Linked DNA regions of Mus musculus: regions 1, 2, 4, 5, 6 and 7 are each linked to region 3. Evidence: chromatin contacts called from public promoter capture Hi-C data. All regions are on one chromosome and are shown on one strand. Each heading gives the region's core, a stretch centred on a gene start, on an enhancer-like site or on the middle of the called end of the contact. The rest is flanking DNA. Distances are from core to core; before and after follow the strand shown.

Region 1 (3,289 bases), core at 591-3,090, 500 kb after region 3:
CGAGGCACGATTAGATAAGGCCCAAAGAACCACGCTGAGCATTGATGCTCCTGGCTCAACTATCCTAGCAGCCAACCCACTACACGCCAAACCCATTTGCCAGCTCCTGCAGCATGGCCCTGAAGCAGCTATGGATGGATACTACCCTTATTGGATACTACACTGATTCTATAAATGGAAAAGGGCTGCTGGAGAGACAGAAACAAATCTAGAACCTTAGAGAGAAAGACAAATGCCTCTCTGGTTAAAAAAAAGAAGAAGAAAAATCAGTCATGTTACTAGAAATGTTAAATGCAACATTTTGAAGCATTTAAAACAAATATGAAAACCCATGATTTACAAAATACCTCAATTTTAAGTAAAGGACAGAACCAGTCTTTCTGATCTCTCGGCCTTGTCTCATGCTCCGATTTGGACCGGCACAACCCTAGAATTCAGAGTGGAACGCAGCGCAGCTCAACGCGGGGGTGGGGTGGGGGGCAGACATCTTCAGCCACCCGCACTGAACTTCGTCTCCATCATTTTATAATCTCAAAGAGCTAGCTCTCAGGTGATCCCTGATCCTCATTCATCTCAGGTGCACGTCTGGCATGACCCAGCTCCCAATGAGTATCAGGGCTGAGATTCTATTTCGTGGTTGCTATGTATTTAGGTAAATGGAAGGAAGTCCCAGCCTCCACCAAAGGAGGGGCTTACTTTAAAATAGTTCTGGAAGGTGCGAGGGCTCCCAAGAGAGCGACAAACAACACAGGTGCCTGTCTTCCCACTTGGATTTTCTGGTTCATTTCTGACACAATGCCAACTGGCCACCTGCAGGCCACAAGTCCAGTCACACCTCGGCCTTCCTTTCCCCTTGCATTTCAAAAACAAAAACAAACAAACAAAACAAACAAAAACAAAACAAAACAAACGCTTGCTCATTTGAGTAACTACCCCGCCTCTCAGCAGTTGTACACCTACCTACCTCATACTGAAAACGAAGTCCTGCCGGTTAGTAAATGACTGCTCAGCAAATATTTGTTGATTCAAATTCTGATTATGTCTAAGATTAAACTCAGACTCCCCTCTGGTGGCTTGTAACCTAAGCCCCAAGCCTGTTAAATAAACCATGACCCGAAGCATAAGGAAGACAGCCTGTGTGTCCACCGTCTCCCTCTCCGTGGCCCTGGGAGACAGACGCGATTATGCTCTGGTACTAAGAACTGAAACGCGGGCAGCAAGCCCTGTCCCCCCCCCCCCCCCCCCCGTTTTCTTAGTGTTAAAACTGGTTAAACTGCTCAGCTCTGCCTCACATTTCAAAGTTAAGTCCAGCAAAGCGCTCAGAGGAAAACTTTGGGCACTTGCGCGTCTGGCTTCTCTCGGCCCCACCGACCATAGTGTCGTGGACGTGGCCCCCACAGGGGTGGCGTGGGTACCCTTCACGTCCAAAGGGCCCTGGGCTACCTGAGCTCTTCTCGCCACTACCTCCCCAGCTCCACGACAGGACGCGACTTCGGGAACGCGTCAGACTCTCACCCCCAACCCAGCTCCCTCCAACCTCCCTGGGTCTGCGCCCCACGCATGCTGCGTGGCCACGCCATTTCAGACTGTCCCAGGTACCTGGCACTGGAGCGTGGCCGTGTTTGGCGAGCGTGCCGGGAAGGGCTCAGTCCGCGGGGACAAGCGGGGGCTGCTCTGCCGGGGTGCACCCTGACCCCCGGCCGCAGCGTCGAGGGCCGGCGGCGCCGCGCAGCAGGTGGCGGTAGGGCGCGGGTAGCGCGGGGTCTGCGGCCGGGGGATGGACGCGGACGCGGGCGCGACCCTCGGGCGGCCGCGCTGGCCCTGCGCTGGGCGCGCGCTCCCGGCTCCCGACTCGGCTGCGCGCGGCCCGGCGGGGGCGGACGCGGCTGTTCCGCTCTGCTCAGCTCTGCTCCGCGCCGCCCAGGCCCGCGCGCCTCCCCCGCGCCGCTCCCGCCGGGCACGCGGGACCCTGGCCACCCCACGTGGCGGCGCTGCAGAGCTGGGAGCTTGGCTGGCTCCTGCCTGCGCGAGGTCCGAGGGCTGGGGGACCACCGCCAGGACGAGGACGCTCACGATCGCGGCTCCTGCGCGCCACCTCCCTGTCACCCGAGCCTCGGAGAGTGGGCGCCCGGGTGGCAGGGAGGAACGTGCGCATACGGATAAAAAGTAAAAGTTGTTTCATAACCTTGTGGGTCCGAGCGTCTGAGGGCTAATGAGGGAAGCTGCCGCCCCGTCTCTAGGTGAATCATTGCTGTGGCACTGGCAAGTGTGGGATAAAAAGCTGAAGGAGACGTCTCAGCTTCGGTCCCCACCCCTACATCTAACAGAGGAGCTGGCCCATTTGGGGAAGGAGCGGGCTGCCCCCCCCCCCCCCCCCCCCCCCCCGGCTCCTCAGCTAAGCTACCTACAGAGAGAGCCCTCTTTTGGCCTGCTGACACTGCCATGGTCAAGGGGTGAAGTACAAGGAATGTCAGCTGAGCCCCAGCAGGACGCCCAGGCTGCAGTAGCAGGAGCCCCAGGTAGAAAAGAGAATTCTCCCATCAGACAGTGGCACTGGGGTGGAGTGGTTCCTGAGTTCTGACTTCCGCAGCGATGTTAAGAGTGCCACTGTCAGATCTAGAGGAATCCATACTCCACCGTTGAGCCTTGGGGCTGATATCTTGGGACCAGGGACGCAGAGAAACCCAAGAAGCACACACTTGCACCTCTATCTTGAAAAGCGGACTTTAAAATTAGACCAAAATCCCAAACAAAATAGGAAAGAACCTGGCGAGAGATCTCATTTGGTTGGGTACATGAAAGGAAGTTAGTTGCCTTTTTAACTTTTGGGTGTAATCGATCCCTTTGGTTCAAGCTAGTCACTTAAAAGTCTCCTTTGATGGTTAAATGAAATTAATTCCCTCAAAGAACATAAACAAATCATGAATCAGTCTCCTAATTGACAACCACTCACAGTGAGCAGGTGACTCACAGAGGAGCAAATGAATTGCTTAGGTGTGTGTTTGCCTTGTTTGAAATCCTCAAACTAAACTGAACAACTACAAGCAAGCCTGTGCCTTCACCCACCCACCCTAAGCCTGCTGTTGCTTGCTGTTCAGATCAACACGTATTCTGCACGGCTGTAACCGCTAAATATTTATTGACTCCGTAAATTGCCTTTCTAACCTAAGAATTTTTGTTTCCAGAGTATCAGAAGCCTCTGGCTTTACTTGTGTGTGCTTGTGGGTGGCTTTTGAAGTTCCTGGAGGGTTTCAGAGGACAAAAAAACCCAGAGGATCTTGGTGATTAG
Region 2 (2,877 bases), core at 173-2,672, 400 kb before region 3:
TCCCATTTTGAAAACTAAGTACCTATTTATTGCTTTGTAGAGACTTGATTTAAGATATAACCCAATCTGAAATTTAAAATAAGACGTTATGACCAGTTTTAAAATGGTTCAGAGTTGTTTTGTTTTTATGTTAAAAAACACTGTTTCAACACAAAGACACACTCTTGTGTTTTTTTAAAGAAGACTAAATATTCTGGGGAAGGGTGAGTTGTGTGCCATTCTCTACTTCTCTTGGCATGGCTGGGTTCTGCTGTGTTAGTGGGAACTGACAAACATACCACACCACGTGGACTGATGACGTGCACTACGTAAGTCCCGCTTATGAAGTAAAAGGTCTCCCTTTACAGATAGCACTGTTCTTTATCAACAGTCTACCAGGATAACAGAATACTCTGACTGTTCTGAAACGCCCGCTGAGAAAGCTCCTTCTGATAAGCTATTCTTGGCAATCGCCTCCACTCCCTTTCTCTCTCACTATGTATGTAGCTTTGGCAGGCACCACACTCACTGAAATCCATCTGCCTCTGCCTCCTGAGTGCTGGGATTAAGTCTGTTTGTCATCATGCTGGCCCCACTTATGAGCACAATGAAAGACTGTATGTATTCCAAAATACTAACTCATTTAACCTCTGATGGTCTGAAAAGCACGTTGGGATAGTATGGTGCCCCGACACAGCACTAACGGGCTCCATACTTGTGCCGTGGTAAGCTCTTAAGGGTCAGACAGACTGAGCAGGGGACCCGTGGGTAACCTCAGAAACCCCTCTGTAGTAATACAGACAGACACATCTGCTTTTCTTAGGATGCTGTTTGTACTACCGATCACAGCTGTTAGGTGTGAACCGAGACACGGTGCTAAACCTCCCTTGTAGCCACTGTTTGCTCCCCAGTCTGCATTTATAATGAAAAGAAAATGTCTTTGAACAGTAGCAAACAAAATTTATTCAATTTCAACATGAATTCATGACTCTCTAGAACTGGATAGAACTGGATAGAACTGGATAGGACAGAAAAGGAAGCATGTTTAAAGGACTCTCAGCAATTAGAGTTTCACACTGAGAATTTCTTCTGTGGAAACCTCCTGAGGTCCAGAGGTTTTCCTCATCCATCTGTCCTTTAGAGTCTAGGTCAGGGTCCTATGTCTTGCAAATGCGACTGCATGAGATCATCAGCTCATTGACTTCTGTATTTTCCCTATCAAGGCAGAAGAAACCAAGTTCTAGTAACTGGGCATTCTCAATGACTTCCAGTGCTTGCTACAATGGCATTTATGGATGGGAGGAGCAAGGCGAGATCCTAAGAGAATGATACAGGGAATCGGGAGTGTCTAAACTGCTGTCTGAGTTCTAGGCTCTGACTGCAGCTGTGGCAGAGATGAAGAACTACAAAGCAGCTGGCTGGACGAGGCTGGGGAGACTTCCTACATAGCACTATGTGGTCCAAACAGGAAGGACAAACACTCTCATCTGAATAAGGCAGAAAGGCAATGAAGCACAAGACCCCAGGCAGCCTGCAGGGCTTTGGCCCCTGTGAAACCTTCCTAGCTGACATGCACCCTCCACATCAAGGCCTGATACAATATGAGTGGCTAGCAGACACTTACCTGAATAATAGAGGCCACTTTCACCCCCAGAACAAATCAACTTATTATACACTTTAAAGTCAACATTATCTATCGAGATAAACACACACACAGAGCTGTGCCAGGTATTGGTCTCACATTCACAGGTTTTACAATTTTATCAGGAAGCATCTTTTTTTTGGAGGGGGGGTGGTTGGTTTTTCGAGACAGGGTTTCTCTGTGTAGCCCTGGCTGTCCTGGAACTCACTTTGTAAACCAGGCTGGCCTCGAACTCAGAAATCCACCTGCCTCTGCCTCTGCCTCCCAAGTGCTGGGATTAAAGGCGTGTGCCACCACGCCCAGCTCAGTTGAATCTTTTAACGCTTAAAAATAAAATGTTGCATTAGCATATTTCATGTACAGCCTCAGACTTTCTGGGTGGCATTATGCTGAGCTATCGTGGGCTGACTGCTGACTCTAAGGTTAATACCCACAAAGAGGAACCGTCTAACATACCCTGTGTATCTGCAGCCCTGACTCTTCCTGCTCTCCTCTGCCTCTAAGTCAATTCCTGGACTGCAATAGCTGCCTTCAGCCAGGCTAAGGGCAGCCCGCAGGTGTCCTTCCCATTGGCCCTGGTCCTAGCAGAGTAAATGATTGTTGTACTTACGCTGTTCCTGTAGACTTGGAATTCAAGTGTTCTCAAATCTAGCTTGGCCACCTTACTCAAGTTAAACCTAAAATAAAAAACACGTTTATCTTCATAAACATCACAACTAGGAACTATGGAGGATAGCCAAACTTGAGGTTTTATTTGCAAATTTATCTTTTGTCAGGTCTTGGGACCAGTAGCATTATACCATATTAATACTAAAGGCTAACTTATAATTAATACCTTGTTCACTTTTAAAAAGGAATTAGTGGAATTATTTTGTCTGTTGTCCCTTTACAAATCTGTTAAATGTGAGCGCCCCATTTACACCTGTTGAAAGCTTTTCTTCATGTTCAATTCAATACCAACCCACTCCCAGGAAACTGCTGGCAACTTCAGCCATAAAGCCAGACTCTGCGTTTACCCTTTGACCAGCTAAGGAGTGCTTACCTTGAGACTAACTTATCTGCAAAGACGGAGGGGTTGGAATACAAAGCCAGTGGGATGAACTGGACGTAGACAGGGACGTCTGCAGGGTTTTCTAAGCTAATCTCTTCTTCCTTAAAGCAAAGCCCAGATGCATTAGTGGAGATCCCTACAGAGGAATTACAGCGTCGGCTCTCTAACCACGCGTGGCCCATTGCTGACTGTTTAGGCCATTTGA
Region 3 (2,943 bases), core at 319-2,818:
CTGGTTGGTGGGTTTTAAATTTTGGTTCTGTGAGTCTAGAGCAGTGGTTCCCTACCTTCTTAATGCTGCAACACTTTAATACAGTTCCTCATGTTGTGGTGACCACCAACTATAACATCATTTTCATTGCTACTAACTATAACTTTGCTACCATTACGAATAGTAATGTAAATACCTGATGTGAAGGAGATCTGATGTAACCCCTGTGAAAGGGTCATTGAGAGCCACTGGTCTAGAATATAGTGAGGTAGAAGAAACTAAAAACTGCAAGAATATGCATCCCAAGAGAAACTTGCTTCTAAAAGCACCATTAAGAGTGTAGATTGTATAATTGTACATTGTAGATGACTGTAGCACACACACACACACCTTAAACTTCAAGCCTCCCGATCTTTACTGTCCTCACTTAGTGTGGGCTACTGGAAGTTGTCTGTGGTGGCCACTTGAGATCAGAAGAAAAGTCCAAAGTTGACAGCTGGACTATTACTTTATTGCTTCCTGCTTCCTGCCTCCTCTTCCTCCTCCCCGTCTTCCTCCTCCTTCCCCTCCTCTGAATACAAGCAAGTGTGGCTTCTGCCTTTCTCCAGACTTCCTTTGAATTCCAGGCATCTCAGTTGACTCTCTCAGTCAAAGGAAGCAACAGAGTTACTCCGCCTGCTGGACCCAGAAGACCATGCCGGAGACAGGGAGCTGAAGAGCAGGAGAAAGAAGTCCGGGCTGTTGCCCAGAACAGAGAGAGAGAGAGAGAGAGGAAGGAGTCGCTCTCCCAGATCCAGGCGCACCAAGAAGCCCAAACTTTGACAGGGTAAGGACTCAAGGGGGGTGGGGGTGGGGGTTGAGCTGGAAGTTGCTGGGCCACTACACTAAACAGAGATTCTGGGCTGGATCCGGGCTCCAGGTCCAAGCTGGTCCTGGTGAGTGGCGGGGCGCTGTCCGCAGCCCACGGTGCTGAAACAGGTCCCTTCCTGCCTGTCTCTGCAGACATAGGGGACACCCTCCAGTGTGCTTGGAACAAGAACAAGCGTACTCGGTGCTCCCCATAAGCATCCCCTTTCTGCAACTCACTGAGCTAAGCCCGCTAAGCCGTCGAGTAACCAAACAGAAAGAGCTGGGCTGACTTTACCGCCACAGGACCGGGTCCAGCCATACGTTCTCCAGCCATCCTGTACTCAGAGGCAGCATCTTCACTGCCATTAAATCAGGAAGGAGCTCAAAGTCCATCTCGTCCCTCTGGCTCACCGGATTAGTGTCTCCCAGCGCCAAAACCGCGCTGGGACACTCGGGTCAAAGATTTGGAAGGCGTCACCCTGAGGCAGCATGCAGGGGATGTGAGCTGCTCTTCCAAACCCTACTCAGCCTAGAAAGACAAAGAGTCAGGTGGACTGAGGAAGGAGTGAGGAGTTTATTTAAGAAGAAAGAATCTTTTTTTTTTTTTTTAATGAAAAATTTATACCGGACTTAGCCACAGGGCCAGAAGGCTTAGTGGCTAGGGTTGGTGGCCCCTGATCCCTTAAAATCCGCTTATCTGATAAAGTGTCTGGCTCAGTCTTCAGAATTTCCTCAATAACTATGCACTCCCTCTTGTCTTCCACCCCCTTCTCCACACCCAATCCACCCTTGACCACCTCAGGCTGCCAATCTACTGGCTACTCTGGGCTGGGACTGTGGAGCTAGGAAGTGGGAAAAGCTGATCCAGGTTTTGTTTTGTTTTGTTTTGTTTTGTTTTGTTTTGTTTTGTTTTGTTTTTCTCATCATCTCCCTCTCTGATGCTGTTGGGACTTTGATCTTCAGAAGCAAGCGTCTTCCTAGGCACGGCTTGCCTCCTTCAAGAAGGAGACTTAAGCAGAGCGGTGTGGAGTCTGCAGCCTTCGATAAGCAGGCATTGGTGAAACAGCCTCACAGGTGAGACCCGTTTGCTCAGGGCTCTCCCTGTAGCTCTACCCTGAGTAACCTCTCTCCAGAAGCTGGACTGTTCCTTATGAGCGATCATCACTAATTCTTATTCTGATCTGAGACTGGGGTCTGCTTCACCATTCCCAATCCCTCAAAGCTTTAGAAAGTGCCTGCCACCTGGGTTCAAACACCATCCCATAGCAGGGAGCCCAGCTCTGTGCCAACATTCTCTGTGGGTCATCATCTTCTACCCCATACAGCATCACTCATTAAAACAAGCAGCGATGTAGTTGTCCGGCCATGGCACTCACCCAGTGCAGTGTGCTTTGGTGCCCACACCTCCCGAAGTGAGAATCCATGGGAAAGGGAGCCTGGCAAAATTTGGACCCAGAGCGGGAGGTGCATGTCATGACCAAACCAAACTTCTATGCTAAAATTCTGGCTGTAGGAAATTTAGTCATATCATGCAGAGCATAGTAGAGATTTCAGCTGAGGTCTGAGGGATCCTCTGGTGTCAGTGGAGATGAATGTGAAATTTGTTCTGATTCTTTTTCCTCCTCAACTTCTTTTTCACTCCCGAGGGGGTCCTCTGTGGTCCTTGATGCCAGAAATGGTTGCTCTCTAACGGCTGTCTGTATGGCACAAGATCTCAGTCACTTTCCTTGGGGTTTTGGCCAGGACTTTGTGTGCCTCTTGCCTCTGATGCACCTGATTTTATGCCTTTTCTGTTCTCATTCACTGTCAGCTGCAGGATGTGCTTCTGGTTAAGAATGGGGTTGCTATGGTGACCAGCCTCAGGTTGCCATGGTACCCAGAGGTAAACAGTTGGAAGCTGCGCAGGCTCTTCTCTAGTTCTGGAAGCTCTCTCTGGCTGCCAGCTTCCTACAGGAGTTGAAAGATAACAATAACCAGGCCCCAGAGCCTTGCTCTGACACCCCCTCCCATCCCCAGTATACTGCCACGTGAACACTCACTACCCCTCCACCCCCACCCCCTACTGAAGATTGAGATGGGTCTTTTTCTCTATGCCACCCCCCCCATTACACACCC
Region 4 (2,886 bases), core at 218-2,717, 390 kb before region 3:
GCATACACAAACGTAAGGCGTAATACTAGTAGCTGTAAGTGAAATAAGACAAGAGCAAAGCCCGACTTTCACAAGAACACTGTATGAAATGCAGTGATGGCAAAGTATGAGATGACTAAGTATGACACCTCAGGACGAACTCACACATGGGAAACCTAAAGGTCTCCTTCTCTACATGAAAGCCTACTTTCTAAGATAAGAGGACAAGAAGATATCTCAAGACTCATCCATCTTGAAGAAAGCCACACACAAAGGTGCCCTGAAACTGTGTCCTAGTAGGAAGAGTGAGCACACCTCAGGGCACTGTGACCCCATGTGGCCTCTGCAGTGTTTCTCCCCAGCTTGGCAGGGTAAGCACGGTCCACTGTCAAAGGGTAAGGCTGCACTCTAGTGAGCACTAGGGACTGAGGCTCACTACAGAGGCACTGAACTTGGAAGTGAGGCTCGGATGCTTACAACTTAGGAAATCAGGTCTATCTACACAAACTTAAAGTTAAGACAAACAAACAAATAAACAAACACCCCACTAAATGGTGTATTTTTAGTATATATTTAAATTGAACACTTTATAAGGTTTATTTTTTTAAATTATCCTCAATGATACAAATCATTTTAACTGAAAGAATTCAAAGATATCAATTCTATCCGCACTGTTCTAATAAAGAGAGCCTCGGGCTGGTGAGATGGCTCAGTGGGTAAGAGCACCCGACTGTTCTTCCGAAGGTCAGGAGTTCAAATCCCAGCAACCACATGGTGGCTCACAACCATCCATAACGAGATCTGACTCCCTCTTCTGGAGTGTCTGAGGACAGCTACAGGGTACTTACATATAATAAATAAATAAATAAATAAATAAATAAATAAATAAATAAATAAGCAAATCTAAAAAAAAAAAAAAGAAAGAAAGCCTCAGAGTATAACGCAATGTTTCAACAGTCGGGTACCGAGAGGACTGAAGCCAGGCTCCTGACTCGGTACAGGGCCACTTGTCTGACATCCTGGTATACAAATTGCACAGTAACCTTAATTCTAAGTATCAAATCATTGGGGCTGTGTGAACTTGACATCAAAGCCCACTTATCCCCCCCCCTCCCCCCAGGACAATCCTCCACCTGTGAAGCTCATGCCTGCTTCACGGCCGGCAGGGCACTAGATTCCTCCCCAGTCGAGGCTGATCCTTATAAAGGAGAACTCTTCCCAGTCTGAGCATCAAATGTGAGTCCCTTGAAGCCACAACAGAAGTGAGAAGAATATGAAAAAGGACACTGGCCTGCAGCCTGGTGCTTGCTATGGCAGGGACTTAAGAAGATTAGAGTAACTCCAGGGCCTGCCAGGGCAGCTCACTCTCCCACGCACTGCCATTAGCCCTGGGGGCTAGCAAGACCTCACAGGCTGGGGCACCCTAAGGACTGCTCCCTCCCTCCCGCAGAAGCACTGCTGGAATCCTTGCACCTCTGCTCTCCCAGCATGAGCTTCTCATCTGCTTCACTGTGCGCTGAAGACTGGGCTGGGAACCAGAAGATCTGCTCACAGCAATTCCTTACTTATCAATAAGCTTACTGTTAGTAGCAACCGTCTAAAACACAGACCTCTCCATCCCCTCAAGCATATGTAAGCATTTTGAGAGTAAACAAAGAACAGCTAGAACTGTGAGCTAAGCTGCAAATGGAAGGAAGTTTCTTTTGCTTTTATTGCACGATTTTACCACCCGAGCAAGGGAAGCCACGGAGCACACGTGGCAGGCAGGCAGGCAGCAGGAGTGCAGCTGGAGCCCCAGCTGCTCGTGGCCACACTCAGGCTCACTTCCCCACCTGTGAGAATTTCTCTAGGGTATGATCTGTCTGCGGAGCTAGAGAGCTGGCCTTGTGAGCTGAGGCCTCAGAGGGCTTTCCTTCACTGTCTACCTTGTGAGACAGCAACAATGGAAGCACGGCCATGTCCAGACATGCTCCCTTGCTGCAGCGGTTCCTGAGGGGCCACACCGTAGCATGCTCTCTGTGGTAGCAGCCTTGCAAAACCGTACCAGAAAGAACAAGTCATGTTTTTTTGCTGAGATACAGTTGTTATAAGCAGGAAGATCTTAAAATACATGTTGAAAAAAAATGATTCTTTCACTTCAAATGCAATACTTTAAGCATTGCCAAATGAGAGAGAGAATTTACATTCAGAGTTATCACTGCAAAACATACTGCACTAATAGTGAACAAATGTAAAGTTGGTGAGCCACTTTACACAAGGAGTCTGAACTGTGCACTCTTAAAAATAAACCTGAATCATCAGGTAAAACTCATTTGTCTAAGGAAATAACAAATAAATAAATAACAAACAAAAATCACAATAAAATACTTAAAGTTCATTCAGGTAACTTAAGATGAAAAAATTATTCAAAATCATTGCCTTGTAATGAACTTATTTATACTAGCCACTTTAGTACTAGTTACTAACTACTGCTAATTCAAAGATGACTTAAGAAATGGGAAAGCAGGGCTGGAGAGATGGCTCAGTGGTTAAGAGCACTGACTGATGATCTTCCAGAGGTTCTGAGTTCAATTCCCAGCAACCACCTGGAGGATCAAAACATCTGTAATGGGATCTGATGCTTGCATCTATTCTTAATACATGTTTAGTCTTTTCTCATGATATTCAGGTCAAACTAGCACTCAGTAATTATGTCAGGTGTGGTGTGCATGCCTATAATCCCAGTACCTAGGAAGCTGAGGTAGATCTCTGTGAGTTCAGAGCCACGTGTGAGACCTTGGTTTTTTGTCTTTTTTTAAAAAAAAGATTCCAAGACATATTGAGCAGTCAGAGCATGCCAACAAGCGAGGGGAAACCGGCTAGTACATAGCAACTGGATATTTTGTGTATACATTCACTAGAGCAAAT
Region 5 (2,869 bases), core at 199-2,698, 330 kb before region 3:
TCAGAAGCCCAAGCTACAGACAGTGTGGACACAGTCTCCTTCTGCTGCTTGAGGTTCAAGATGTAGAAGTCTCAGCTCCTTCTCCAGCACCATGTCTGCCTGCATATGCCCATGTCCCAGCATGGTGATAGTGAAGGACCGAACCTCTGAACCTGTAAGCCAGCCAGTTAAATGTTCCCCTTTATAAGAGTTGCCCTGGTCATGGTGTCTCTTCACAGCAACAGAAGCCCTAAGACAACATCTTATGAAAAATTAGCTGATATTCAATAAGAAATAAGATTAGAACAAATAAATTCTTATTGAAGTATAAGGCAGACACAACAAAACAATCATTTAGCTATAATAAAGTCTCACAGCAGGCAAACACTGTGCCCCAAGTACTGAAAGGAGATGCTATTTTGGCTCTGAGGTAATCTGAGAAATAAAATCTTAAACTTGTCTTTACGTGTATCTTAACATTGGGCCTAAACACAGGGCAGCACAACAGAAAGTGTAAAAATTAGGTGGAAGAGACCAAATTCGCCTTCAGTACACTGAAGGTCAAATCAAAATCTATTTTAAAAGTGTCAGAATCTAGAGCTTAACCACAAACAAGTCATGTCAGGAGGAACAGACACAAGACAAGCCGCAAAACCATGTAACAGAGCAAGCAAATGCCCTGCCCTGAGTAACTGTACCAGGAGGGGTTTCATAATGGGAAAGTTTCTCTCACAAAGCAGTGAGAAGAAAGGGGGTGGGGACTGAAATGTAAACAAAGAACAAGAACAGGAAATTCACTCCAGGAAAGCAGAGGCTGGAGAAAATAGCTCAGAGGTCAAGAGCACTTGTTCCTGCTGAGGATGGTTCACAACCATCCCTAAGTCCAGTGTGGGGAGGATCTGATGCCTGCTTTTGACCTGCACAGCATGAAGCATGCAAGTGGTGCACCTACACACGCGTGAGGGAAAAAGTAAATGGGCCACAACTGTCTGAAAAGAGATTACTTCCTTAAAGAGGACATCTCTACAGAGAAATCAATTTTACCAGCTGATTGAAGGGACATTTGGCCCATCACATTCCACGACAGAGCTTAGCAGAATTCTGGGTCCTAGAAACTATCTATATCATGTAAACCATCTATCACAAATGACTACCACTAGTGGTTCAAAGAAAGTTCTCAGAATCAGAGAAACATGGTAATGCCCAAATGAACCCAGATTATCCTTCTGTCCTGCCACTCCAGAAGAGGCCATCAGACTCCTTCCCACCCTGCAATTCACACCACATGCATGCAGTGCTCACCACTGGGCTGCCAATTCCAGACCAATTTGAACACAACTTTTTAGACGGTTCCCCACCTCTCAATAGGATTCACAGGAGGAAAGCAGACTATTTCAATCCACCACACTGGCCTCTGCAGGAGCACTTATGTAATGTGTCAGTTCTCATCATAAATGCAGCTCACAATAGCTCAACTTCCTCAGCAAGGTCACAGGGATCCCTGTGGGCTGAGCGTAAAGGTCTAGGGCCTGAGTTCAGCCCTGCACATGCTAGGCCATCACCATCACTAAACTACTTCCCCAGACCTTAAGAGATGTTTGAATTGTTACAAAGCAGATGCCATTACCATCAAGAAAACAAAGACACGAATGACCATTCTAAAGTGCACAGGACAGTTTCCCTGACTCCCCAAACAATGAACTACTTGGCTCAAGATGTAAATTTTCCTGAACTTTATGATGTTACTAATTATAGTTTTCATTTTTATTTGTGTGCACACAGGCACATAATGTTTTTCTCTATTATTCTGCATGTTATCTCTTCAGACAAGGGTCTCTTCTCACTGAATCTGGGGCTTGCAAATTTGCCAAGACTAGCTGGCTAGTGAGCTCCAAGGGTTTGTTTCCCCTACCCCAGGGCTCAGGTTACATGTGCACCATGCCTGGGTGCCTTAGAATCCCAGTTCGGGTCCTCAGGCAGAGCAGGCATCTTGCTGGCTAAGCCACCTTCCGGCCCCCTTAATTTTTATCTGTAGTAGCATCTTCTTGCACTATAATTCAAAGTGTTCAGCTGTCATACCAATTATGAATATTTCCTGTGGCCCCTGACTTGATGAATGGCTACTGTGATATAAAATTAATTGCTATGTTATAGAACTGTCTATAGTGCGAGAAAACAAAACTATGCTTAGTGAGAACAGGCACCATAGAAATGAATGCAGGCATTAGGCTGCATCACATCAGAGCGCTGCTCTCCAGTCTACGCGAAAAGCACAGTGGCTAAGAGGGAAGCTTTACAGGAAGGCTCGGTTCTGTCACTCACCAGTTGCTTACTTGGTTAATTTACTGATTTCTGTACATTAAGCTGCTTGCCTAAGTCTATTACATTCACTTAAGAATTTGGAGGCCGGTGCTATAGCTCAGCAACAAAGTGCTTGTCCAGCACACACAAGACTCTTAGACTGATTTCCAGAGCAAAAACAATAACAAATAAAGCATGCCTAGGCAATACCCAATAGTATTACTTTTCTATGCTTTCCAAACTTCTGCAAACTTTTACATGTCTCTTTATAGAGATGAATATTCTCAGCCTTCATAAAAGTTGATCCTAGCTCCTTCTCCCTTCCCTTTCCCTAACAGAACAGAGAGCCCACTCCCAAGACTGTTCAGAGGAGATGACCACCTACAACCCACAGACCAAGCCACTCTGCTACTGGTTTTATGCTTGCTTCCTAGGTACCAGGGATAGACGGCTGCTTTTGTACCACAGTAACAGTAGATGAGTGGTTAAGTGGAGACTGCTAGCACCTGAACCCTCAGACAGCTAATGTCTGATCCTTACAGAACGATTGCTAACTTCTTGCTTAGATGGTAAAAAGCAGTATCATAGT
Region 6 (2,922 bases), core at 253-2,752, 400 kb after region 3:
TTTCCTTCCAGTGTGAGGGGGATGTTCTATTCTTAGATTGCTACCAGGGTGGTGGGACTCCGCAAATACACATAATCTCACCGTTAAATACATCCACTGAAATGCACACTGGATATGGGTGACCGTTATCTCATGTAAATTCCTTCTCAAAAAAAGGGGGGGGGGACTACATTAAAAAAACACTGCTCAACATGGCAAAATGATTCAATAACACAAACTCCAATCATAGGAAGAAATATATATATGTGTGTGTGTATGTGTAAATATATATATCTGTGTGCGCGTGCATGAGTGTGTGCCAAAGTATTTGGAAATAAAAGCCAGTCTCATACCCAAGTTCTGATGGGACAGTGAGATTCCTCTCTGTAGCCCTTCCTTGAGGTTCAGTTTTGACCCCTGCCTCTGGGTCACAGCAGGCTTTGCAGGGGTCATCAGGAAAGATTTGCTCCGGACGAAGTCACCCTGCTTCACAGACTCCTACGGAGACACAAAATGACAGGTGCTGCCCAAGGATAACAGACTCAGAGTGGGTAAATACTCCAAGTGTCTTAGCTACAAAATGTCTCTTCCAAGATGCACCCTGCTGCTGGCACTTTCTGGAAAGGGGCTCTGTGCACCGGCATCACCCACCAAAATGCCAGAGCTGACTTGTGCCAGCCTCCTGCAGCCCACGTGTGCATGGTGGCTCCTTGCTTGCCTGGACAGCCCAGTCTCAGCCCCAGATGGTATAGAGCGAGGACTCTATGTGAAAGCCGTAGGGAATGGTTTTATGATACACACTATATGGCAGCAGCTGAAATGGGCTAACATTTCGCACTGTAATTTCCCCTCCTCAATGCTACATACAGGTCTTCAGCTGTGTAGACACAACTGAGGATTGCATTAGCAGGAAGGGAAGCAGGTCCTATTGCAGCGCAGGCTCCCTTTCCTAGACAGCAGAACCCCATTTATTGTACTGGTTAGCAGAGGGTGCATCAGCACAGTTGTTGGGGTTGGTGAGAGCTGTTTTCAGTTGAATACAACATGCAACTCCAGGTTTTGGCTGTGCAGCCCCAGGTGAGGGAAAAGGGAAGCCAGCAGGCAGCAGCCAGAGCAGGCTTCATTTATCATCACACAAGGGGCTGAGGTGGAGCTGGTGACCATATTAGCGTGTGTCTGAAGGGAGCCGTTGTTTTAACTGTCTTCAATTTTTTTCCAGAGGCTGAGCTGCGTTGCCTAGGAGGCCAGAGCAGCCTCGGGCGCCACTGCATTTCTACCAGCCCACACAGGCAAAGAGGCAGCTAGCTCCATCACGGGGTCCACAAGCTGACGTACTGCCTTTGCGCATGTCAGCCATCACGGTAGGCACGGCATCTCTGTGATGTTCATGCAGGACCTCTGTGAGCACAGCGGTACCTGCTCCCACCACACCCTCACAAGATCGCTGCCCTCCTCACCCCACCCCCACCCCGAACGCCACAGAAAAAGAGTGGTAACCTGGGCTCTCTCGGCCACCTTGGCTTGCTTCCCAGTTTCTGTCTTTAGGATCCTCGACCCAGGTTTCTCTTCCTGGTTGACGGGCAGGTCTGGGGCTCCTCTTCTCTTCTGCCGGGCCATGGTGATCCAGGGTGGGGTGGGTTGCCCATCAGCCCCAGGACCTGTAGCCGCAGGAGGCTGACCCTTTTCTGTGATAAAGGCCAAGAAGGAGCAATGTTAGGCAGATAGTCCCACTCTCCCCTTCAGTCCCACCCACAGCTTCTCTCCCATACAAGGTGTGTTATATTGCTTTGCTTGGTTCAGGGGGCTGAGGAGTGGTAGGATTGAGGAGTAGAGTCTCAGAGAGACCCCCACTTCCCATTCCCCCCTGAGCCAAAGCCTCTCTTCAGCAAACTTCATTTTTTTTTTTCTTCTATAGATGTCTCAAATAGATTACCTCCTCTGGTCTGAGCCGCCAAAACCACAAGATGCAGCTGCCACCCCAACCTGTGCACTTTGGAGCTAATTTCTACCAGGGCCTTCTCTCTGGGAGGAGCTGGAATGTATGCACAGATAGGATGCCTTTGATAAGAGTCTACATTTGGGACCAGCCACCCGCCCCCACTCCGGATTTACTTGACGCGCTAAAAACATTCCCTTTGTGGGACGTGATGCCATTTCTACAACCATCTGTCTTCACCTGACACAGGAAGTTGGGGCCTGCATGGTTAACACCGGCTGTTTTTCTTCTCCTGCTCTACATTCTTTTAAAGGGCCCTCTTTGCCCTCTCCTGCCATTTCTTCACTTAGTGACCAGGAGCTCCCGCAGAACTCTTCCTGTGTCTCACCCTCACTCCCATCCCTATCCCAGAGGCAGCTACTCTCTTCGAAACAGACGGAACATTTTCTCAGGGTTTGAACTTTATTTTCTTGGCTAACAACATATTCCTCGAACAGTTCTGATAAGATTAAATTCACAACCCGAGGAACTTGCCATTCCAGTTTGAAATCAGAGCAGAGAAGTAGCTTGTTGAAGGCCAGGCCAGCCTCTCTCACCTCCTCAAAGCTCAGTGCTGGGTACTGAGCACTCTGTCACCTCTTAGCCCAAAGGCACAAGACATAGTTCTGGTAAATTCTTTATAACCTGCACTTGGATAATTTCATCTGAGCCAAAAGATACATTTTTAAAATGAGCATAAAGAGGGCTGGGGGGCCCAGGGAGGAGGGCTGGGGGGCCCAGGGAGGAGGGCTGGGGGGCCCAGGGAGGAGTGCCGGCTGCTCTGCCTGAGCACCTGAGGTTGAGTCCCAGCATCCACATGTGGCTCACAACCATCTGTAACTCTGGTTCCTCGGGTCACGCTGCCTTCTTTGGCATCGGTAGGTAGACACACGGTGCACAAACACTTGTACACGTAGAGTTAAAAACATTCAAACGAGCAGAAAAGTTATATGAGACTGCCTCTAAGG
Region 7 (3,052 bases), core at 70-2,569, 320 kb after region 3:
ATGAGGAATATGTTTTGTTAATAGATTTAACAATCTTGCATCTGGGTTTGTTTTTTTTTTTTAATTAAGTTTTTAAAGTGTTCTCTGAAATATCCCATATGTTCCACGGCTAAGAACACTTTGGTTAACATTTGGTAGAGTCCTTCATCAGCATCCCACAGACAAAACAGAGGTGCCTGAAAGAACAAGAGGCACGATTCATGACACCCCGGATCAATGAACACCATGACGTAAGCCTGCACAACTTTATAAACCGCAATTATGAAAAACTCATGCCCTTTCCACTTAGAGAACATAAATATTTCTTTTATACAGCTTACATAATTTCATTGTCTAGTATGTGTTATGATTTACACTCAGGGGTTAATGGAACCTATGTCACCATAACCTGTTAGTAAAACTATTCTTTAAGCATTTGGAAGAGAAAGGAGCCTGAACCACAGAGCGCGTGTTACATGATTCTAAATTTAGATTTTTACATTCAAGTGAATAACCATGTCATTCTTTTATCTTTTACTAAATAATTTGTCGGCAGCAAAAAGCACAACAGCAAAATAGATGGCAGGCTCGAAGAAGATAACATACCATCTACAGCTATTTCCGAATTCTAAATGTAAGCCGTGAACCCGCTCCTGAGATCACAACGCTTAGAGAAATAAAAGCGGGCGCGGGAAGCGTACCACTGCCACCACTTAACGCCAAGCCTTCCAGACATCACCTGTCACACCTGGAGGGGTCCGAGACCCCACCTGAGGTCGGGGAGGGGATCCCACTCGCCGCTTCCATGGGATGGAGGAAACCCAGGCCTGGGAGGAATCCGGGCTCGCTCCCCCCGTACCTCCCGGAACATCTTAGTTCCCCGCAGGCAAGCGGCCCCCGCCCTACCTGCCCCGCGGCGGCGCCACCTCCAGCCCCCCAGCCCCCCAGCCCTCCAACCCTCCAGCCTTCCAACCCTCCAGTCGCGGGATCCTGCCCGCAACTCTTGGTCTCGGTGCACGCGCACACAGCACTGCACTTTCCCGGTGCTCCGGGACCGCCCGAGGCTCCAGGCCAACCACCGGGAAGGAGCGCAGCACCGAGGGGCTGCGGCTGCGGCGAGGCGCGGAGGGCGGCCGGCCCGCGCCCCGCTCCCGGTTCCGAGGCCCGGTGCGCGCGCGATCGGACGGCGGCCTCGGGACGCCCCGCCTCAGCCACCAGCAGGTGGGTGTTCCGCGGACCCCGCCGTACTCCTCCTGGCCGCCCCCTGCCCGGCGCCCCGCGCTCCTCACCTGCCGCGGGCCAGGGCGCTTCTGCCGCGGCCGCCGGCGTCGCTGCTGGAGCCGCCTCCGCCGCCGCGGGCCGCGCGCCCCGCCCTCGCCAGGGACAGCCCCTGCCCAGCCCCCGCCCCAGTTCCCGCCAGCCATTGGCCGCCACTTCCCTAAGCGCCCCGCCGCCGCTGCCAGTGGCCGGCCAGCCTGTCACTCAACGGCGCAATAGAGCAGCCTATATATTTCTCCCCAGCCCCTTTTTGCATCGGTGTTGCGGCCGGGGCTGGAGCGCAGCCGCCACATCTGGCTTGTACCCTCCGGCCTGAGCGCATGCAACCTCGGGAGGCAACAAAGGCCCCAGTGAGCCCACGGAATACAACCTGGTCACCATGGCCTTTCCTCCTAGCTCTGGGTCCCATCTTCTGGCGGTCCAGGCGCGGTGACAGGTCCTGGCTCTAATCCAACCATAGCTTCCAAGGCCCGCTGTTCCAAGCATTACACTGCCAGCATCAGTGAGGAGCATCGTTATCCTCCAGCTTCCAGGAGGAGGCAGAGACGCAGGGAGGACCATTTGGAGCAACTAGAAGCAACAAATATGACTAGGGTTTAAAGGCACACCACTCAGTGCTAATGTCCCCGATTTTTCTACTATGCAGTGTTAGTCTTCCCTTCTCTCTTGAGCACGTGTCAGATGACCATTTCTTAAAGTTTAAAACTGGTTTCAGATCGAAATGGATGGACATCTATAGAAAACGTGAGTGGCCTGCCCCTGTGCACGTTATCTGTTAGCTATCAAGCCTGGCATATATTAAGATCTTTAATTGCTTCTTACCATAATCCCGGCAAATCTTTAATTGCTTATCATATATGTTAATCCCCATTTCTCACAGATGAGCTTAAAAGGTTAAAGAGTTTACCTGTGGTTACAGAGCTAATAAGATAAGAGATGTGTCTGTCCTCCCTGTTACCATAATCCTCCCAACAACACTGCAAAGACATACAAGAAATCAAAAAACTAGGAAACAGCCTTGTTCCTGGCAAACACCAAGGCAATAAATATCTGGATCAGAAGACGACAGTAATTCAAAAATAGAAAACTCTAGTATACAACATCGGAATGAGGGGTTTTTGTTTTTGGGGGGGACGTTTTTTTTTTGTCTCAAAATTAAGTGTTTAATAATTAGCTATTATATTTATAGGTTTCTCAGCTCTCCTGTGGTGAGATTTCTCTCCGTTGTTCCTAAGCTGTTTTCAAAATCCCAAAAGAGGCTCACAGTCTTCTTCCCCCAGCTCTGCACCAGCCGGGGTATGGGAGAAGCATGATAAACCCAGTGGCAGCTTTGCTTTCTACTTTGGGGGGAAATAGAGCTAAATTCCCTGTATAACTGTGCCTAAAACATTGACAGTTAGCAACCCAGCACTAGACTTCAAGATGGACACAAGCACTATAGATGGAACCCCTACCAGACACAGCGTCTGAAACACGGTTGGGGTGAATTGCTAATTCTCCTGTCAGCATAGACACACCAGGCCTTGCTACCTTTCTACTGTTCTGAGTGTCAGATCAGTTCACAGCTTCAAGCAGAGGAAGAAAATACTCGACAGGAGAGAAACAGCCCTTGAGCTATGTTAGGGTCAGCTAAAAGACTGAGCAACACAGACAGTCATTTTTCCGATATCCCAATGTTATACAGAGAGAAACTAGAGAATTTCATGGATACAAATAGTTATTTAGGCAACTAACCGCGATTAAACCCAATTCTCCTTAATTCAGAGACTTCTGCTTCTCTGTTTCCATTTTCACC

The links. Promoter capture Hi-C pulls out the DNA fragments that hold promoters and counts their contacts. Capture Hi-C pulls out chosen DNA fragments and counts their contacts.
Region 1: a promoter capture Hi-C map of stem cell-derived epiblast-like cells shows a contact between it and region 3, with 4 times the contacts expected there. The contact joins the promoter of Cracdl here to the promoter of Cnga3 in region 3. A contact is called at or near these places in 12 of 39 promoter capture datasets (the 3T3-L1 cell line, 3T3-L1-derived adipocytes, the HPC-7 cell line and 6 more) and 2 of 9 other capture datasets (embryonic stem cells and liver).
Region 2: a contact with region 3 is called in a promoter capture Hi-C map of the HPC-7 cell line, with 7 times the contacts expected there. The contact joins the enhancer-like site here to the promoter of Cnga3 in region 3. A contact is called at or near these places in 15 of 39 promoter capture datasets (the C10 cell line, the HPC-7 cell line, HPC-7-derived erythroid cells and 10 more), 1 of 484 Hi-C or Micro-C datasets (bone marrow-derived macrophages), 3 of 115 datasets of contacts at active chromatin or transcription factors (embryonic stem cells and large pre-B cells) and 3 of 9 other capture datasets (adipose tissue, liver and pancreatic islet).
Region 4: a contact with region 3 is called in a promoter capture Hi-C map of stem cell-derived epiblast-like cells, with 6 times the contacts expected there. The contact joins the enhancer-like site here to the promoter of Cnga3 in region 3. A contact is called at or near these places in 11 of 39 promoter capture datasets (the HPC-7 cell line, cranial neural crest, embryonic stem cells and 7 more), 1 of 484 Hi-C or Micro-C datasets (bone marrow-derived macrophages), 3 of 115 datasets of contacts at active chromatin or transcription factors (embryonic stem cells and stem cell-derived neural progenitor cells) and 4 of 9 other capture datasets (adipose tissue, liver, macrophages and 1 more).
Region 5: a promoter capture Hi-C map of the HPC-7 cell line shows a contact between it and region 3, with 4 times the contacts expected there. The contact joins the enhancer-like site here to the promoter of Cnga3 in region 3. A contact is called at or near these places in 16 of 39 promoter capture datasets (the HPC-7 cell line, HPC-7-derived erythroid cells, Sertoli cells and 10 more), 1 of 484 Hi-C or Micro-C datasets (nephron progenitors), 2 of 115 datasets of contacts at active chromatin or transcription factors (both in embryonic stem cells) and 4 of 9 other capture datasets (adipose tissue, embryonic stem cells, liver and 1 more).
Region 6: a contact with region 3 is called in a promoter capture Hi-C map of embryonic stem cells, with 2.6 times the contacts expected there. The contact joins the promoter of 4930556I23Rik here to the promoter of Cnga3 in region 3. A contact is called at or near these places in 6 of 39 promoter capture datasets (the 3T3-L1 cell line, the HPC-7 cell line, the SN4741 cell line and 1 more) and 2 of 9 other capture datasets (adipose tissue and liver).
Region 7: a promoter capture Hi-C map of adipose tissue shows a contact between it and region 3. The contact joins the promoter of Mgat4a here to the promoter of Cnga3 in region 3. A contact is called at or near these places in 2 of 39 promoter capture datasets (the 3T3-L1 cell line and stem cell-derived epiblast-like cells) and 1 of 9 other capture datasets (adipose tissue).

Annotation. Positions count from the first base shown.
Region 1 is chr1:37,717,971-37,721,259 of GRCm38.p6, forward strand. It overlaps Cracdl (capping protein inhibiting regulator of actin like), which reads right to left and starts at 1,841. Exons shown (of 10, transcript NM_028096.1): 1 at 1,600-1,841.
Region 2 is chr1:36,813,224-36,816,100 of GRCm38.p6, forward strand. Tmem131 (transmembrane protein 131) reads right to left here. Exons shown (of 41, transcript NM_018872.2): 24 at 2,664-2,773; 25 at 2,232-2,298. Among named protein-coding and RNA genes, the nearest start is that of Zap70, 53 kb to the left of the region's middle. Within about 2 kb of position 1,423, at least 37 of the 459 cell types and tissues checked have an H3K27ac peak or open chromatin away from gene starts, as enhancers often do. A contact at or near this core is called in the HPC-7 cell line, bone marrow-derived macrophages and embryonic stem cells, where this site is marked.
Region 3 is chr1:37,217,637-37,220,579 of GRCm38.p6, forward strand. Cnga3 (cyclic nucleotide gated channel alpha 3) reads left to right here and starts at 1,569. Exons shown (of 6, transcript NM_009918.2): 1 at 1,569-1,902.
Region 4 is chr1:36,829,729-36,832,614 of GRCm38.p6, forward strand. The region is part of intron 11 of Tmem131 (transmembrane protein 131); the gene reads right to left. Among named protein-coding and RNA genes, the nearest start is that of Zap70, 69 kb to the left of the region's middle. Within about 2 kb of position 1,468, at least 82 of the 459 cell types and tissues checked have an H3K27ac peak or open chromatin away from gene starts, as enhancers often do. A contact at or near this core is called in embryonic stem cells and stem cell-derived epiblast-like cells, where this site is marked.
Region 5 is chr1:36,883,268-36,886,136 of GRCm38.p6, forward strand. All of the region lies in intron 2 of Tmem131 (transmembrane protein 131), which reads right to left. Among named protein-coding and RNA genes, the nearest start is that of Tmem131, 55 kb to the right of the region's middle. Within about 2 kb of position 1,449, at least 45 of the 459 cell types and tissues checked have an H3K27ac peak or open chromatin away from gene starts, as enhancers often do. A contact at or near this core is called in the HPC-7 cell line, adipose tissue and hematopoietic stem and progenitor cells, where this site is marked.
Region 6 is chr1:37,613,005-37,615,926 of GRCm38.p6, forward strand. It overlaps 4930556I23Rik (a long non-coding RNA gene), which reads left to right and starts at 1,503. Exons shown (of 2, transcript XR_373329.1): 1 at 1,503-1,563; 2 at 1,895-2,369. It overlaps Cracdl (capping protein inhibiting regulator of actin like), which reads right to left. Exons shown (of 10, transcript NM_028096.1): 8 at 1,477-1,664; 9 at 333-477.
Region 7 is chr1:37,539,697-37,542,748 of GRCm38.p6, forward strand. It overlaps Mgat4a (mannoside acetylglucosaminyltransferase 4, isoenzyme A), which reads right to left and starts at 1,320. Exons shown (of 16, transcript NM_173870.3): 1 at 1,269-1,320.